2 separate regions of the Mus musculus genome follow, and region 2 is linked to region 1. Evidence: chromatin contacts called from public Hi-C data. All regions are on one chromosome and are shown on one strand. The core of a region is the stretch at or near the end of the contact, and the rest is flanking DNA. Distances in the headings are between cores, read along the strand shown. Region 1 overlaps 1700037F03Rik (a long non-coding RNA gene). Region 2 overlaps Ell2 (elongation factor for RNA polymerase II 2).

Region 1 (5,141 bases), core at 2,550-5,049:
TTAAGAAGCTGCTGACCCCTTTTAAAAACAGCTTTTCAGCAGGGCCTCTCCTGCTGTGCTTGACTCCTGGCTAAGGGTGAGGGGCAACTTAAATCAGCCTCCGAGGTGCAAACTGAGACTTAATCAAGAGATGGCTAGCCAGCAGATAAAGTTTTAACCATTTTTTTCTTTTCAACATGAAACATAGAACAACAGTGATTCAGAGAATGAAACAAAAACAGACACAAGTTGAAATGTGGACAGATTGGTGCACCAAGGACAGGCAATACAGAGAGGGTAGAGAACTTGAAGTAAGTAGAACTAAGGATGTCTTCTGTAGGGGCCAGAAGGAAGAAGGATGTCTCCCAATTTCCTTCTGTCCCTAGGAGAGCTCTGAAATCCATTTTCCTTCTCTCTTGATCTCTCTCTCTCTCTCTCATGTCATTTGTATATCTAGCATCTCCTTTTGTTGTTGTTGTTTCCTTTTTACTCATTTTATTTTATTTTATTTTATTTTATTTTAAGCCCTTCTCCTCTCACCTGATGCAATTCTTGACTGCAGACAAACGCCTGTTTAGAATTTTCCAGTCCCATTTTCCACTGTTAACCCCTAGCTGGTATCAGTATTGGGCCTATGCTGACTCAGTCTAGTCTGTATCCTTTTGATACCCTTGCAATCAACAGCTTTCAAAAGATGAAATTTATAGCGCTAACATTAATGCTGTATATTGTTTACCACCGTGCAGGATACCATCTTCTTCCATTTTCTCTAGAGCTCTAACAAGACAGTGTCCCTCAGTCGGTCTTTTCGTATTCAGGTCCCTCATTTGGGCACCACCTGTAGCTGCCAGCAGCCATAGGTTACAGGGTTCCTGAAAGGAAAGCTGGGGATGGATGGGAAGGATGGCGAGAGAAATAGCGAGCCAAGACAAAGTTCTCAGATCAAGGCTCAATGTTTACTTCTAAGGTCTAAAATTTAAAGGGGGGAACCCATCCCCAGCTTTGACAGGGTCTCGTCAGGAAAACAAGCTCAGCTGCTCAACAGGTAGTGGCTTATTGCAGGAAGCTGAAGATGTGGCAGGACGATAGACTTCACCTAGGTCAGAAGACTCCACCCTAGGTAGGCTAGCGGACTGTGGCAAAACATGGGCTGAACTAGCCCGCTCAATGCTTGGGGAAGGGAACACATTTATTTATGTGTGTATGTGTATTTGTGTATATATATGTGAGAGTACACATGTCATAGCATTTGTATTGAAGTCAGAAGACTTCTTTTGGAAGTCAGTTCTCTCCTCTCCACCATGTGGGTCCCAAGGTTAGCAAGTAGGTCATCAGGCTTTTCTGCAAGCTCCTTTCTCCATAGAATGATCCCATCAACTCTCAACTTTAACTTTTATAAAGCATAAACCCAAAGTCTGGAAGATAATGTATCTGAATCCGCCATGGTGGCTTGTCATACTTACAGAGGTTTTTGATTTTCACACTTGCTTTTTCCAATAGTGAGTCAAGAATGTCAGTTTTAACAAAATTTTAAGAATTAAGCACATTGAATTTTTTGGCCAGAAAGAACTTTAGAAAACTAGCTTATCACTGTATATTAATAAGGAACTTTCTTTATCAATACAACACAAACAGTTTAAAACATTTGTTTAAGCTCAAAAGTCAAGCTGGCTGTACTCTAAACCTGACATTTCCAGGTGGGGCATTGCACTATATTCTGGACACTCTTGTTTCCCTGCCTCTGTTTCCAGTATAAAAGAATAAGCATGGTTCGTAGCATCAATTTTTAATTTAAAATATAATCTCAAACTTAACTTTAACATGAATGTTCTGGAACCTGGACAATGAAGGAAATGTTTAGCTATATTTCCAATTATTATTTGAAAGCATGAGTACAAATAAAATGTATTCTACAACATTCTCTAGCCTTGAGATTTAAAATGCTTCATAAAGAACCCAAATTACACTGTATTTATGAAAAGCTTATTGTTCCTTAGTTAAATTGTTATTTTTCATTTGTAATTTCCCAAACAGAAATGACAGGGTTATAGGATGAATTGTAAATCAGGAGTTTCCAAGATAAACTTCTCTTTGTTAACTCTCAAAGAATAATGGTATTGGCGGAGTATCGCTGATACTGATCTACTGAGGCTTTCCTTCTTCATATACCAGTTTTTCCAAATATTTGCCTGAATGGAAAATAAAATATTTTTATGTTAACATTTCATACCACTGAAAAGTTATCTGAAGGGAAGGTTTAAGGTTAATGGAATGTTTATCTTATCAAACATGGTCTGGTTTGTTTGGGTTAGTGTTTAGCCTCCAGTTAATCAGACCTATTTACTAGTTTAAGAACATTCAGCAATTAACGGTGTTCAAACATCACCAACCTGCTCTATTATTTCAGCTGGGAAAACAGCTGTATGAACCAGCACAGCTTTCTGACTCAAAATAAGTGATAACAACGACAACTCCCTGGCAGCTGATTTTCAGTGCATTAGTACTGCACAGTCTCAGAGCATTACAAAATAGTGTGAAATATGTAAATAATTTAAAATCCCAAAGATATGCCACATTTTAGTATTAAAAACCAATAATGTAGCTTTGCTGGAAAAAAATAAAAAGCATCCTTCTAGGATACAAAATAAATTTGAGAGGCAGGTTATGGCCTCATTACTTAAAGAATCTCTAACAGGCTTCTTTTTGACACTGCTTAATAATTCTCTGAGCGATTTTTCACACACAGTTACTCTAAGCAGCACTCCCCTTGCTCTTCAGACTTTGACATATCCCCAGCTGCTAGGCCTGTGCTTAACTAAACAGGTACCGTAAGTAGCACAGTAGAGTGTTTATGGAACACAGTAACTATTTATTCTAAAAGATAGGCAAAAGGATAAGAACATTGGATTTTAAAATACACTTTAAACTCCTCTTAGAAAGGTGCACATATTATGCATAATATTTAGTTAAAGTATCACATTGTCAACGGACAGTAAAAAAATGACCTTTTTTTTATCTGTTTTTGTTGTTGTTGTTGTTGTTGGTTTTTTTTTTTTTTTGTCTGTCCGTTTGTTTGTGACAGATGTGCCTCCAATACTATGAAGTCACAAGTCAAGTTCAACTCCTAATTCTTCTGCCTCCACCTCCCAAGTGCCAATTGCACTACCACCCCAAACTTCTTTATCTTAATTTTTTAAAATTCATATGGCATTTCCCCAGTAGTAGGCTGAACTATAAGGGCACACACACACACACACACAAACTTTTTAATTAATCCTGTGAGATATAGAGACCAATACTGATCCTACTTTTTCAAACGGAGAAAGTGAGGCTTAGAAAGATTAAGAAAACCATTCCAGGTCCTTTATCAAAGCAATATTAGTGTATGGCTTGAGCTTCAAACGTTGTGCTTTTATAAACTATGGGAAGACCAAAATGGTAGTAAAGGCTTTTTAGAAGACCTATCAAATACCTTGAATAAGTATTACACATAAAGTCTTAAAATGTGCTGACTTCCTCGTCCCATTAATATTTACTTTCCTATCAGTGCCAGGGTGTTCTAATATTTGTCTTATCCTCTTGCACTTCCCATCACACACATAGACACACACATAGACACACAAACATATACAAGCACATACACTCAAACAGGTATGCACACACAGGCACACACACAAACACACACACACACACACACACACACACACACACACACACAACGAGAGAAAGAACAGCAGCAGCCTCACAGTAGTGTCCCAATGGTAGTAAAAACAGGGCAGAGGAGTTAATGTTCTACCTTAACAAACTTACTAAACAGCAAAAACAGTAAGTGTGACCTCAGAAATGGGGCAGGAAGGGGAGCCAGATCAGTGTACTCAATTGATTGGCTGTACCCTGTGCCTGTTTACTTGCAGGTAAGCTCATTTATGGATCTAAAGGGACAAGAAACAAAGGTATACACACTAAGCCTTACTCCTGGATTTCCCTCACAATTCTGCCCAAGCCAGAGATACGCTGTTTATTTGCAGAAGCTGAGAAGTGCTAGATTTTCCCAAACAGGGTTTGAAATGAATTTTCTGTGAGAATGCATGGATCTTACTGAAGTATACACCTAAGCGACTAGTGTTTCCCAGGGCATGAAACATTCTATGATAGAAAAACATTTGTTGGATTTCACTCTAGTGTGTACTTTGCTAGCCTCTAGCCACCACATTAATGACTAATAAACACTTAAAATAGGTAAAGTGAAACTTGAGAAACAATTTTTACTATATCTAATATAATTTAAACACTTACATGTGGCAAGTGGCTAGAGGAAGAATAACAGCTCAATCACTACTCACTGGAAGCCCTGATACTGCCATACCTTGAGGAAAAAGATACAATTATGACCATAATCGACGGCTAAGAAAATCAAAACCTAAGAAAATTGAGTGACCTGTCCATGGATATAACTGGCAAGTGGTAATTTCTAGATGCTCAAATACATCAGTCTAGTTCAAGGTCTGACGTCTTCATAGCCAGTGGTGCTAAACACTGGCTGTTATGTACTTATATTTTTATATTTTTGTGATTTATTTCCTTAAATTGGAAATAAATTTCTTTACCCACATAAAATATTCACATAAAAATTCGTTTCCCCTCCCTTTACTCCTCATAGTACCTCCTCATCTTCCCTTCCTTCTGTTTCCAGAAAGCAAGCATGCTTCTAAGGGATAATAATAAAACAAAAATAGGACTTTAAAATTTTTTTAAACTACCATATTGGACACAAACAAACAAACAAACAAACAAACTGACTAAAAAAGACCTAGAAGGAAAAGATTTCAAGAGAAGGCACAAGAATCAAAGACCTACTCATTCACACACTCAGGAGTCTCATAAGAACACTAAACTGGAAGACATAATACCTACAAAAAGGACCTGCTGCGAGCCTACCTATACAGTCCCTGCACATGCTTCCTCGGTCTGGGTGAAATCATAGGAGCTTTGGTTATGTTGCTTTAGAGTGCCTGTTCTCTTGGTGTCCTCCATCCCTTCTTGCTCTTATACTCTTTCTGTGCCTTCTTCTGCAGTGTTTTCCAAGCCCTGAGGGGAGGGATTTGATGGAAGCATCCTCTTTAGGACTGTGTTCCAAGGCCTTCCATTCTCTTCATAATGAC
Region 2 (5,770 bases), core at 1,460-3,959, 100 kb after region 1:
TTATGGTAAAGCAACAGGATGATGATTTAATTAAGACCCGAACCCACCCCCATCATCTTTATCATCAGCTCACTCAGATACATGCATCAGATGGAAGGGAAGTTAGACCAGATCAGCAAGATGAGTGTCTCTTTTATGAGCAGTGTCTTGACCCTTTAATAAGCCAGTTCACAGCAAGAACAGAATGCTAGAGAGAACAGAAGCTATTCAAGTCTCTGGTCAGTTTTGTAACTCAAGGCACTGTAGTCCAAATAAGGAGTGGATATGAATTTGGAAATGTAAATGTTTCCAAGCACAGTTTCTTACAGACCCATATCCCTTAGCTGACATCTTCCTGGCTTTGGTGTGGCTGCTCTGGTTTTGCTTTGCTGATGTAGCCGTGCTCCATGGTGCCTTTAACAAGTGTCTCTAGAACAAAGCCAATTCTCCTGGGACTTGGAGCTCAGCTTAGATACATTTAGTTGGTTTAACAACAATTCGTGGCTTCCCCAGGCATCTGTACCCATAGGACCTAGTACCCTGATTAGTTACTAACAATGACTTTTTTTTCTTCCCTTTCCTGTGGAGTGAAGTAACAAATCTCAGCCTTCTATCCTTCTCCTTTCTCCTTATTAAATAACTCAATTAGCTGACCATATTAATAGGCTAGATCTCAAATTACTTTTTCAATCCATAAGATCTTTTGCCACTTAACATTTGAACTATAAAGTATAAATTATCTATCAACTGTTTTTAAAAGTGTTGCTTTAATCTAATATCATTTTATAAGCAATGATATTGGATTAAATGTAGAAAATACTCAAATCATCAAAATGATTTTCCCCCTAATATAACTAGCTGCAAACTCTTACCTAGATTTATTCTAAAGCTTGAAAATCAGCAAAGACTCCTATACTTTACCACTGATTGCCCTCTGTGTTGGTGATATGTTTTGTTAGTGTAGAGACTAAGTACAATTTATTTACAGTTTATATAACTGGCTAAGAAGGTGGGTGGGCTGGGTTGCTTTGAAGAATCTCACCCTGTAGTCCAGGGTACCCTGAAATTTACTATGTCAAACAGGCTGGTTTTCAATTTGCAAACCTCCTACCGGCCTCAGCATCGTGAAAGAGAGGACTGCACGAGCCCCCACACTCAGTTCATATAACAAACACTTCGACATCCATAATCTCTCCGACCATGCACATTCTAATGGTACCAGGTATTTTAGAGTTCCCAAGCTTTCTTATAGGGATTGTCATTTCCATATATCTTAGGGGTAACCCAATCTATGTTTATCAAAGGTTAAATCTGAACAAAATTCTCTCTCAGCCTCATCAGAGCCCCACATTATCTCTGCCATCCTCAAGTGGCTCTTCATTCTTCTCCTCCTCCCAGCTCTGTCCTCCACCCACTCACTCTCACTGTACAGTGCTCTTCTCTGATCTGAAATCCTCCATGAACCTCCTCAGCCATTTTTCTCCAAATCACTTAACCCCAGCTCCTTTTAATGTTCCTTAATATGGCCGGCATCGCAACCTTTAAAATGTTTGTGGTGTAATCCCTGGACTGCTTCTAGTTTCCCACCTCGGAGTTTAGAACCAAATGGTGTTTAGTCAGAGCCAGATGAGCTCCAGGGGACCATGGGATTTTCTGTTGTTTACCTTGAGTTTTACTCTCCCTGGCTGTGTTGCACTTGAGGTTTGCTGTTGTCTGTTCTTCACCACTTGATCCTTTCCTGCTGGGCAGCTCAATTTGTATTTTCTTACTTTTTATAATGCCTGGCTTATTCAGTTCTTTAAAATGTTAATGAATCAACCTATAGTGCTAATATTACTCAGTACTTATTGGATGCTCATTATGTACAAGGTGTATGTTAGTACTGTGTACGTAGTTCCTCGGATGACTCGCATGATTACTCTGTGAAATAGGTTGTACACATTTTACACGTCAAATTGTTGGGCTCAAAAATTAATGATAATGAGCATGTCCTCATGATCAAATTTTATTCTCATTCATAAACAGCAGGAATTACCAGTTTAGCTCATAATTTGAGTATACCGTGTAAAACAATACCAAATGCTTACCTATGACAGCCTAGGTACCTGCAGACTTGCAGAACAAGGTTCCTTTCAATGGTATGAGCCTGGGTGGAGGCAGACAAGAGTCATGCTGGTCTTGCTGTGGTGTGGTGTGGCATAGTGCCAGGCTGGGCCTCTGCCAGCTAAGCTAGGCCTCAAGCCAAGCTTAAGGATGAAGTTTGCTCTGCTAGGAGTCTAGGGTCATCTGGCCTAGTTTCCTGGGCTGCAAGCTTCTGAAACTCTCCTGTGGGAAACAAAAAGCAAATCCTGTTTGGAGGGGAACCAGGAAAATGCTTTTACTTGGACAACATGAATGATAGTTACTTCTTCCACTCTAGTCCTGAATGTTTCTGTCTATAGTGAACATTTTCCATAAGAAAATGTTACTAATCTCCACCACTTTGTTTCCTAATAGGTCAAATCCACCTCTTGACTTCTACCTAACTACTGGAATTTTGTTGAATTACAAATCTTTGTATATATTGATACTCATGTGAGTGTACAAAATAACCCAGCAGATCTGATATTGGTGATTCTTTTCCCAATTTCCCCACTATCCTTACTTTTGATAAGTTAGCATAGATAGAGTATCTGAACTAGAGAACATCTAATATCTGTTCTGGCATTGTGCCTGAGAGAGAGAGAGATTGTGTGTGTGTGTGTGTGTGTGTGTGTGTGTGTGTGTGTGTGTGTGTGTAATAAATAGACCTTTGAAAAAGTACCACAGGTGCCAAATGGTGCAAGCAGAAGCTACTGCATAGATTAGTTATTTAGACAGAGTTGAAGCCATCCTTGCTTCCCTGCTGATACTGTCCATAAAGGATGGCTTCCTTGCTCCTGTCTTTCTGATGGCCCAAATTAACATTTCCTTTCACATTGTTGACTCACAGCCACTGCTGAAGGATAAATAACTTTGCCATCTAGTACTAAATGGAGGAACTAGAGATGAACTCATAAATATAACTGTGCGTCAGATATAACCCCAGTTTAGTTTGCCCTGTTGGTACCAAGTACTGCTGCAGTATATAAAGGAGCCTGGGGAATTGATTAGCAGTTAGTTGGGTTTGGGAAGAGAATTAACTTTTCCCATGGGGCCTTTCTGAGGCAAATATTAAAAATAAAAATACAACTGCTCTGACTCCTTTGAACTTACCATCTTCCCACATTACTTTTTCTTTAGCATCTCAATTCTATTAATGTCTATGGCACTAAGTGTTCTTCATCTATAGCATCTCTTTCATTAATCTTGGGGTCTCCTTCCTGTTTGAATAGGCACAGAAGGTTTAGAGGGAGTGTAAGCAAATGATGTTTAGATGTAAATCAGTGCCAGTGTTATTGGGTTTTTAGTTCATTCAACCATTTGCAAGAGATAGTCACCCAACTACCAGCCATCTGAAGGAATAGTGACGTTGGTGTATTGGGAGCAGGTACCAGAAGACCCACCACTAGGCCTCGGTTAAGACTCAGCCTTCTCCCTCATCAGAATCCAAATTTTAAATCAAATATCACACTCCCTTTCCTCTTCAGGGCTAAATGAGCCTCCTTTATTTTCCTGTGCCTGCTTCTCAAGGGGCACAAGAAAACGTAGCAACGTCTGGAGCCCATTTTGAGAGCAAGGATCTGAAGCAGACCAAATAGAAGAAGCCTGCTGGATCAGCTCTTCTTGCGCTGGCCTGAGTTCTGTCTCAATGACAGCTTTGTTGGGAAAAAAAAGTTAAGCAGGTTCTTTCTCGCAGGAGCTGGCAAATGGGAGGAAAGTGTGGCATTTCGAGTATTTCCTAAATGATCATGACACTGACCTTATTTCTTCTCCAGAAATTTTTGTTGAACAATCAAAGAATGTGATGTTAATACTGTCACAGCTGAGAAATGATAGACCATAAGGTTTGCATTTAGCGATGTTCGTGTGTCCTCGCAGTCTGGCAATGTGGGAAAGTACAGACTGTGTTCACTCCTGCCCTTCTGCTTGCTGTCACTCAGTCATTAGTACTGACTCATTCTGCTGGTGGAAAGCAGCCATAGCCCTGCCCTCACAGAGCTTACAGACCAACATGAAACAACAGGAGAGCATTAGGCATTTATTCATAAAACCTTTCCCACCAAGACGTACAAGTAAGATTTGGGCGTAATCCCAGACCTTCCCACCATGCTAAAATAAGCATTTTACTATTTTGAGCATCTCCGACTGAAAACCCCAGATTTCTCTACTGTGAAATAAAGATAAGACTCACCTTGAAAAAATTACTGACATGAAGCCCTTAGTATACAGAGCCGTTCCACCACCACACCATAATCAGTGCATGGTAAATATTAGTCCATCTGATATTGATCTAGCATACCCTAAATTATGAAATATGGAGAAAACAGCTATCAGTCTATCTTTTAAACTTTACATGATTAAATTTAACTAGTTTTCTTATCACTAGGCAGTATTTCTTAGTGTTATATTTCTTCACTGTACAGTAATTTCAATTGATATTTGCCATCACTTATGTCCCAATTGGTGATGTGTATCAGCTGACAGTTTCCTAGGAATGAGGTAGCTGATACCAAAGTTCTATCTGGGCCCAGCCTGGACAGAAACGCTAATGAGCAGAGTTCCTGAAGCTTGCTTGCCTTCAGACATAGCTCATGAGACTTGCCTTTACGTTTTTACTTATCGGTCGTTTCTACTTTTTTAGTCTTAGTACTACTACAGTCACTGTTTGATGTGTCATTTCCAGTCCTCCCCCGCCCCTTACTTAACCAGAGGGAATGGAGTTGGGTATAAGGTGTAGTAAAAAAGTGAAAAGATTCTACTTCAGAAATGATATAGGGATCTTATCCTGCTTTCTGTCCTTTACCAAGGAACAGTTACTGGAGGCAAATAGGATGCTCTATCTAGATAGATTTGAATAGAGTTCACTAGGTCACTTCTGACACATGTTTTCTAGAAGTTGACAGCTGCCATCTGTTAGTATTCTGCCCAGGAAGAAAGTGTTGCTGTCTCTCTATCTGACCTGTCTATATAGTTTATAAAGATGGATCTACTTGTCTTCTGAGAGTATGTGTGTTTAGTTGGTTTGATTTTACTTCTAAAATGTGTTATTGCCTACTAAGAAGGACCATCTGGAGTGTGCCTGGTAGATGCTGGTTCTACTCCATGTGATGTCTGTGTCTATGAATTATTACAGTAATGCCCTGGCTTAGGCAAGTGTGTCTCCTTATGAAGTCTAACATGCATTTCTTCATGTTATTGTGAGACAATATTGAGTCCCTGTTTCTCTTCACATCTTCTCTGTACATGTATATTTAAGTACTGTAAGTAATGCAGGACAGAATTAAAATTATTTTTACCTTTCATCAAAGAATCACCAATGAAAAATTTTCTATTCTCTTGTTTGTATCACTAATTATTGTCCATGTGTAGCTAAATGCCAAAAGCACATCTATTTATTTTAAGAAATGATCCTATTAAAAATTCCTACTCCATATTGTAGGCAACTTCATTAGAATACTTCTGTATGTTTCTAAAGAAACTCTAAAGAGTAAAAATTGAAACAAAATGACCTATTTTTTTCTAGAAAAAAAAGTTACATAAATTGGGTTATAGAAGCTTCAATGCTCATTATCTTACAGCACATAGATTTGTAATCATGTCTTTTCCACTGGACTTTAGGGAAAAGAGTGCAAATTCGTAAAGCTCCTCAAGCCATCTCGGACACAGTGCC

Evidence for each region. Hi-C and Micro-C count contacts between places; a contact is called where the count stands out from the background.
Region 2: a Hi-C map of liver shows a contact between it and region 1, with 6 times the contacts expected there. The contact joins two enhancer-like sites. A contact is called at or near these places in 2 of 39 promoter capture datasets (hippocampal neurons and liver), 1 of 484 Hi-C or Micro-C datasets (liver), 1 of 115 datasets of contacts at active chromatin or transcription factors (embryonic stem cells) and 2 of 9 other capture datasets (adipose tissue and liver).

The regions. Positions count from the first base shown.
Region 1 is chr13:75,649,367-75,654,507 of GRCm38.p6, forward strand. It overlaps 1700037F03Rik (a long non-coding RNA gene), which reads right to left. Exons shown (of 3, transcript XR_873683.1): 3 at 4,287-4,345. Among named protein-coding and RNA genes, the nearest start is that of Mir682, 6.9 kb to the left of the region's middle. Within about 2 kb of position 3,800, at least 5 of the 459 cell types and tissues checked have an H3K27ac peak or open chromatin away from gene starts, as enhancers often do. A contact at or near this core is called in liver, where this site is marked.
Region 2 is chr13:75,750,557-75,756,326 of GRCm38.p6, forward strand. It overlaps Ell2 (elongation factor for RNA polymerase II 2), which reads left to right. Exons shown (of 12, transcript NM_138953.2): 5 at 5,719-5,770. Among named protein-coding and RNA genes, the nearest start is that of Ell2, 46 kb to the left of the region's middle. Within about 2 kb of position 2,710, at least 113 of the 459 cell types and tissues checked have an H3K27ac peak or open chromatin away from gene starts, as enhancers often do. A contact at or near this core is called in liver, where this site is marked.